3 separate regions of the Gossypium hirsutum genome follow, and all the other regions are linked to region 3. A link is a contact called in public Hi-C data. All regions are on one chromosome and are shown on one strand. Each heading gives the region's core, a stretch centred on a gene start, on an enhancer-like site or on the middle of the called end of the contact. The rest is flanking DNA. Distances are from core to core; before and after follow the strand shown.

The links. Hi-C and Micro-C count contacts between places; a contact is called where the count stands out from the background.
Region 1: a Hi-C map of leaf shows a contact between it and region 3, with 3 times the contacts expected there. The contact joins the promoter of LOC121225073 here to the promoter of LOC107893784 in region 3. A contact is called at or near these places in 8 of 34 Hi-C or Micro-C datasets (anther, callus, hypocotyl and 2 more).
Region 2: a contact with region 3 is called in a Hi-C map of fibers, with 2.0 times the contacts expected there. The contact joins the enhancer-like site here to the promoter of LOC107893784 in region 3. A contact is called at or near these places in 4 of 34 Hi-C or Micro-C datasets (fibers, hypocotyl and leaf).

Annotation. Positions count from the first base shown.
Region 1 is chrD13:22,437,350-22,440,106 of Gossypium_hirsutum_v2.1, forward strand. It overlaps LOC121225073 (binding partner of ACD11 1), which reads right to left and starts at 1,421. Exons shown (of 5, transcript XM_041108898.1): 1 at 1,120-1,421; 2 at 118-221. The coding sequence starts at 1,125.
Region 2 is chrD13:22,735,657-22,738,356 of Gossypium_hirsutum_v2.1, forward strand. No RefSeq gene overlaps it. Among protein-coding and RNA genes, the nearest start is that of LOC107941379, 35 kb to the left of the region's middle. Within about 2 kb of position 1,450, at least 4 of the 9 cell types and tissues checked have an H3K27ac peak or open chromatin away from gene starts, as enhancers often do. A contact at or near this core is called in fibers and leaf, where this site is marked.
Region 3 is chrD13:22,573,065-22,575,764 of Gossypium_hirsutum_v2.1, forward strand. It overlaps LOC107893784 (ras-related protein RABE1c), which reads left to right and starts at 1,264. Exons shown (of 10, transcript XM_041108904.1): 1 at 1,264-1,411; 2 at 1,552-1,680; 3 at 2,210-2,282; 4 at 2,380-2,480. The coding sequence starts at 1,608.

The sequences.
Region 1 (2,757 bases), core at 171-2,670, 140 kb before region 3:
TTTTCTTAGAGGGTCAGTTGGAAGGTCATATATATGCCAACACATCCAGCTATGAATCAGCTATAGTTCTTGAATACAGATAGCTCATGAAAAATGAAGGGTCGGAGCAATACTAACCCATTCATTTCAACATATGCAATTTCACCGGAGAAGGAAAAGAACTCCTTGAGATCTTTCTCAGATGCACCCAAGGAAACGTTTCCCACTTTCACAGATTGGGTCTGTCAAAAAATAAAAAAGACGGAAAAAGTTACAAATAAACCCCTAAAAGGCTAAAACTGATAAATCATCTTCAATCCCCCATTGCATTTAAGGAGAAAATATCCCATATATCTTTTTAGTCTAACGTCAAAACAAAATTTCCATTAGGTTTCAACCTCGTAGGAAGTTAATAACTCAGATAATAAAGAATCAGGGAAGGTCTAATGCATTTACATTAGAGCGAGCTAAACTCTGCATTTTTTTTCAAAAATTGAAGAAAGCATTAATTAAGCAATTTTTTACACCCTAATTAATGTGTACCAGCTTTCAAAATTGTTATGTATGCAACGAAGTGAAATCAAACAGATCAATGTATAGTTTACATACAAATCCAAAATAATAAAGAAATCTTTATTAGTAAAGTCCAAAAATATTTACAAACAAACAAATGGAAAATATATTATAAATTGCTAAGAATCGGGAAAAAAAAACAATCGCATTATGTAACGAAATAAGGAAAAAAATCAAATGCATAGAAGTTGCAAAATACAAAACTTAAATTACATTATATCGTTAGATAATTGAAACCTTAAAAAGTTAAAATAATTACAAATTCTCTTTTCATTTTCAGATGAAATTGAAAAGAAAATCAAATGTATAACAATTGCAGAATACTAAAATTAAATTAGATTCTATATGAAACCTTAAACAATTAAAAAGAATTACAAATTGTCTTTCATTTCCCGATGGAATTAATCGAAAAAGGAGAAAAAAATATTACAAACTCAATTAACGATATTTAAATCAAAACAAGAATAACATTAGATCTTGAAGTTGAATCCGAATTGTTAAAAAGTATAAATTGTTTTAGTCAACGAAACAAGATATGAGAAAACGAAAGAAAAAAGAAGCACTAACCGCCATGTAGTTCCGTTTAAAGGCGGAAGAGATCGAATTTTTTATTAAGCGGAGAATAAAATTTTATTTCTCTATTCTTTTCAACAAAACACAAAGAAAATGGAAGTTTTCCCGAGGGGTAGAAATTAAATGGTGTGAAATGTGAATGAAATTACGAGGTGGACAATAAATAACTATAAATGACAGTTCCAAACAGTATTGAGGGTATGTTCGGGATATTGATGCAAAATGAGAAGCGTAGCTATTCTACTTTCGAGTAGAATTGGTTATAGGTGATTTGAAGTGCTGGGGCGCGTAAGATCAATCAAACAACTTTCAATTTTTTTATTATAGGAAATGATATTTTTCTTTTTACAATTTTTCTTTCATTTTTAGTTTCTTGCGACCAAAATAGTTAGCATTGAATGGGAAAGAATTGTTTTGTAAAAACATATATCCAATCTCTTTAAATTTTAATATTGAGCAAATTGGTTCTTTTAAAAAAATTAAAAAAATTTAATCTTTATTAATTTTGAAAGTGAGCAACTAAGGAAAATTAATCACGATGTCAATATTTTCTGTTAATTGTGCATAATTTTAATTGATATAATAATAAATTTACTATTGATGTTTATATATTCAATGTAAACATTGACAAAATGTGTAAATGTTTGGGGGGTTACATTTATTAAATTAGGACCAAATTGATAAAATATGTAAATATCACAGGTTAAATTTGTTAAATCAAGACCAAACGGACAGAATATCTAAAATTTAAGGGCTAAATTTGTTATTATGTGAATAATAAGATGTACAATTGATAAAAAAAACATTAACATTGGATTAATTGTCCTTAGTTGCTCACTTTCGAAAATGGTAGAGATTAAATTGCTCTATTTTTTTAAAATGACCAATTTGTTCAATGTTAAAATTGAGAGAGACCATAGAGATCTTTTTACCAATTGTTTTCTATTTGAGTAGGTGTGGTTTTGATGACGGACTAGTGTTGTCTCTCATGCTTCCTCGTGAAAATTGGAATCTATATCTTTAAAGGAATTTTAGTCGTTCTACCTTAAAAAATATTTTTGAATATTAAATTAACAGATAAGAAATATTTTAATGAAATTAAATATGGATCATTGGATTAAAAGATATGTGATTAAATTTTAACCATTGATTTTATATATAAATAAACATGGCTCCAAAAATGAATTTTTGTAAAATTTCAAAAATGTTATGGAAATACCAAAAACGTCACAAAAAAGTAAGTTTTGACCTTTCGTGACATTTTTGGCAAAAAGTAAGAATACGTCACAGATGTAATGTAACTAAAAGTCGTGATACTTAAAAAATGTGAAAGGTATCTTTTCTGTTATGTTACTTTTTAAAGCACCACATTGACCAATCAAAAGCGTCACAAATTAATTTCTTCTCTTGTGATGTTTAAAAATGTCACGAAAAAGTCGATCCAAAACGTTGAATTGTTTTCTTATTTTGTGACATATAGAAATTGTCAAGAATAATAATTTTAAAAACATAAAAAAAACACACTTTAGTTACTTTTATTTTTTTAACTAAAAGGTAACGAAAGAATAAAAAACATCATAAAAGGGATACTTTTAGTTACTTTTATTTTTTTGACTAAAAGGTAATGGAATG
Region 2 (2,700 bases), core at 200-2,699, 160 kb after region 3:
GTAAAACTTGAAATTTCCAAACACAACATGATGAGTGAGAATCTTTTCTCTCTATGCCTTAAAAGATGCTAAACCCTTGAATCATTATTTTGTTGGATGCTAATTTTCAAGATGTATCTAGTTTGGTTGCTCTTTGTCATTAAGAGTCGAACAATTTACTCTTTCATCCATATCAAGGTAAATCTCCCAATAGTTACTCACCACTAACTTTAGCAATTTAGAAGTCAATAGATTTTAAATAATATTTACTTGCGTGCTCTGGATCATTTGGAAAGTGAGAAATGAGACGGTTTTAAAAAAACCCATCCAAGATTATTTGGAAACTATTCAAAAGCTCAAGGATTTGATCGAAAATATTGTACCGTCTTTCAAAAGGACCACCCCAAGATTTAGACCTCTTGTTCACTTACCTTCAGTAAGTCACAGTTTGACACAAACCACTAATTTTGTTAGTGGGGAACTTTGTCTATGTATCTCTAGCGGACTTGAGCAAAACATTATTGAAGGGGCAGCCATCATTAAAGACAACATAGGGGACCTTTCATCACTTGTAGAGGGTTTAAGACTACGCAAAATTGCAAGCCAGAATTTTCATCTTTAAGCTTGCCTTCTTTCTTCATGAAAATCGAATCATAATATATAAGGTCAATAAAGAAAAATTATGGGTTAATCTTATCTTGGGAAGGTCAAAGGTGGGATGGAAACTCACATCGACTTTTCAAAAATACTCAACATGTACTTGTCAATACGCTTTATTTAGTAAAGCTGACAAAACAAGCTCAAACTTGAAAGCCTGCCTATGTTTATCTGAGCCCATAACAATCCGAGTCCAAGAAAGTCCGAGCCCATAACAAAATCAAGCCCAAGGATATTCGAGCTCGAGAAAGCCCGAGCCCGTAACAAATTCAAGCTTGAGATTGGTCTGGCTTGAGCTTGAGGTCTGACCCAAAACCCAAAAAAGCTCAAATTTATAATTGAACAGTCATAATAAACATTCATAATTAATATAAATTTGTGGTCTTACTTAAAATAAAAAAATGATAATTCTTTTTTTTTTTGAAAATGTATTCATAAGCATCGCAAATTTATAATATAATATAATAATAAATAAAAGATATTTTTGTCATTTCATATAATATCATAAAATAATGAATTTTACATACAATAAGTATTTTAATTATTTTATATAAAAAAACTCTATTGCATAGGTATAATTTATGTTTTTTATAAGAAATTTAAATCGTGTTGTCATTATATAAAAGTAATAAATTGTTACATTCGAAATGAAAATATTTATAACTTAAATTTCAAAATTATTTAAATTCCTCAAAACTCATCTAGCTTAATCCGAACCTGAATCTGAAAATATCCGAACCCAAACTTAACTGAATCTAATGAAAGTCCAATCTAAACCTGTTTGAGCCCACCCGTTTGCCATGAGGAGCAACGAAAATAGGCCTAACTTACAGCTAGAAGCTAAGCGTTAGGCGGAGTACGCCGCAGTGTCCAGCGCTTCGTTCTGTTGGCTTTAAACACATTGCTATTTTCCTCCCTTCTTTCCTTTTGTTTCGTAAAAAGAAAAGCACTTTGTCAAGAGCATACAGTAGGAAGACGTAACCATTACCCATTATAGACAAACAGCTGAAACAACTGTATCCAGAATCCAAAAAAGAAAAATAAGATACCAAAATAAAAAAAATTTAGAAAGTTTCACCTGGCTCGATAGGTGACTTTCGAAATATCCCAACGATTGAAAAAAGGGTTTCCGTCAGAGGAAACTAGGGTCGAAATCTGAGACCGATTCGATGGTGCAGAAAGTGGGTTGAAGGGTTTGAAGATCAAAGTAAAAGTGAGAATTTAAAGGGTTTTCTGTTGCAAAAGATGTTCGAAAATCTAATTGGAGAACTTGGGATAGAAGAGGAGTGGACCGGTGGTCATTTTGGCTGGAAGAAGCCGTCGGTGGTGATGGCTTTAGTGGCGGCAAAAATCTTGTTTTAGGGGTTAGTATTGGAGAAGAAAACCTTCTAGAGAAAATTAAAAGAGTAGCTAAATAATAATAATAATATGAAAAAACCGTTAAAGCGCTTACCACCAATTCAATAACATTTTAACAACAATTTCAATAATGTTAGAAATCAATTTGTAGTTTTCTTTTAATTATCTTACAAGTTCAACTTGGGATTAAGTATGCATGTGGGAGAGAAGCCATAGCCGAGAAAGAAGCTCCATTCCACTTGATTAATTGCTTGTCAATTAAATTCACTACTTTCAACCCAGAGATGATAGATATTCATCAATGGCAATGCTACCTTATCAGATATACAAGTTTATGGTTTATAAATCTAGTTAAGAGTTATCTCTCTCCATCCTATTTTCTCATCATCACCAACCCTAGGAAAGGCCCCTGCTCCCTCGCTATCAAAATACTAGATTCTACAAGTTTAGACAGTACAATTATACGAATGCATGTAAACATGGAATACACAAATATTCTATTTGTTTTCATATAGTCATACTATCCGAGCATCTATGTTCGAAATTTGTATATGTTTCAATCACAAATGACGAACAAAATATTTTAGAGAAAAAAGAAAAATTCAAATAACTCTCTTTCCACTTCCATCCCTCTCTTTCCCTCTCAACCAAAATGGAGACATGCTTCCCATTCCCTCCTACTTCATCTACATCCAAACTGACTCT
Region 3 (2,700 bases), core at 14-2,513:
AGCTTGAGTTCACATGGAGAGAGAAAAATCCCTTCTAGCGAAACACCCTTCGTGAAAATCGATTGTATGTCAAATTCAACAAATGTGAATTTTGGCTTAAGGGAGCCACCTTTTTAGGTCATGCTATCTCTGTTGACGGTATCAAGGTGGATCCTAATAAAATCAAAGTTGTCTTAGATTGGAATCCATTGAGGAATGTAACTAAAGTACATAGTTTCCTAGGGTTGGCGGGGTACTACCGAATATTTGTGAAAGGTTTCTCAATGTTGGCCACACCTATGACTCGACTTTTGCGAAAGGATGAAAAATTTGTGTGATCAAAAGCGTGTCAAAAGAGTTTTGATAAGTTAAAAATGATCCTAACAGAAGCCCCAATTTTGTCCCAACTAGTATTAAAGTTATTGGGTTACTTGTTCAAGCTCAAAATATTATCCAATATTTGCAAAGTTCAAGACAAAAATATTAGATTCGAAATATAAGTTTGGACAAAAAAAAAGGTTCATTTAAAATATGGATTAGGATTATGCTCCAACATTTAAGGTTCAAGCTTCACTCAACCCAACCATTTTCTAATTAAGTAATATTTTATTTTATTTTATATATCACATGATTTATATCATTTAAAAATTAAATCTAAAATATAATATAATACTATAATATAAACAATAAAAAGAATACGTTCAATCATTTATATTTAAAATTTTAGTAAATATATTTTATTAGCTATTAAATTAAAAATAACATAATTTTTAATATATTTTTATAAAATAATATGAATAAGTTTAAAACGGACTTCAACACTCATTTACAAATATTTAGGTGCTTAAACAATATTTAAGGTGATATTTTGGAATGAGAACGACTAGGGATACCCAATTCCATGGCATATATCTATGAAACGATGTCGTTTAATTAATAGTTTAGTAAATGCCAGTCGCTTCAACCAGCTATTTTCTGTTCGTTGACGACCGTTGCATCAAGGCAGGTCTCAACAGCAGGGTTGGGAGCTAAATCAAATTCCTTATGTACCAAATAAAGGTTAAGAGATGCCTTAAGTCCTTGTTCTCTTGTACTCTTTTTAGCTGTAGTTTTATTTCAAAATGTGATATAAAAAACATAATAATATTAACAATTCCACTTGATTTTTGAAATAAAATAAAAGGATTACATTCTTAAAAATAAAAATATAAGAATTAAATTCTAAATTTGTAAATAGTATAGGGATTTATGAAAAATTTTAACCACCAAATAAACTGTCTCACTTTTTAGTTTTTTCTCTTTATTTAAAAGAAGAAGAATAATAAAAATAAAATTTTCAACGGCCGACCGGTGCTGACGTTCCAAAGACGCTTTTCTCCTCATTTCTCTCATCTCCTTTCATCAGATCTCACTCTTTCTTTTCCCTGACCCGGTATTGCTTCCCTTTCATTTCACTAAATAATTTTTTTCTTAAAAAAAAAAACAAATTTCTTTTTTAATTTTTTTAATTTTTTTTACATTTGATTATTAACATCGAATCTTTTTTTTTTTGGGGGGGTGGCGGGGGACTAGGGATTGTTAATTTTCTCCTTTATTTTTGATTGATTCGATAAGTTTCTTCTATTACCATGGCTGCTCCACCTGCAAGAGCTCGAGCCGATTACGACTACCTCATAAAGCTCCTTTTGATCGGCGACAGCGGTAACTATTTCTTATATATATATATTGATCTGATATTGATCTGAAAGGCGATCTACTTGTTAATCTACACTGTTTTTGGAAAAAATGTTAGCGCTCGTTGAAAGGATTTGATTTTTTTTTTTGGTTTATTTTGTTAGATGTGTATTTAAAGACCTTTACCTTAAGCTTCATTTTAGCTTTATAGATTATCGTAGTATGGAGATTTTATTGTACTAGCCAGGTTGATTGGGAAAAAAAAAAAGAATGGCTGCTTTTATGGTGAATCTAAGCTAATTGCTGATGGCATTTTTCGTAGGAATATATTTGATATTGTATTCTGTCTCAATTAGTATTTTGATGATTTGATTGGAGTCAGTAGCTTGTTCATTTGCTTGAGACCCGTTTCTTAGCTTCCATCTCTGCTACGAATAGTCGTAGTTACCTGTAATTAGGAACTACTTATTCTACAGGAGCTTGTCTTGGTATTTTGGCACATTCTTTTCAATTTGAGTTGTGAATAGTCTGTTTACTCATGCTTTTGTGTTGGCAGGTGTGGGTAAGAGTTGCCTCCTTTTGCGTTTTTCAGATGGCTCATTTACTACAAGTTTTATCACAACCATCGGGTAGTTGTTTTTTGAATGGTAGTAGTCTTATTATTGTTACAAGTATTGTTTCAAAAAGAGGCATGTCGTTTAATAAGGTAATGTATTATTTTGGCAGGATTGACTTTAAGATCAGGACTATAGAGCTTGATGGCAAACGGATCAAACTCCAAATTTGGGATACTGCTGGGCAAGAGCGGTTTCGTACAATTACAACTGGTTAGTTTTTGGGTTTGAAGGTGTCATTGACTGGAAATAAATGGTCTAGCATTGTAGCTTATTTGGTTGATGAAATAATTTGATAGCATGACTTGGCACCATTTCACTTGAGCCTGTTAATTGCAAGTGTTGTTGTATAATGTAACTTACCGTTTGTTCTCACCCTAATATTGTCAAATTCAATAACTGCTCCGTTTTGGTTCAAGGTTGTCGTTGCATT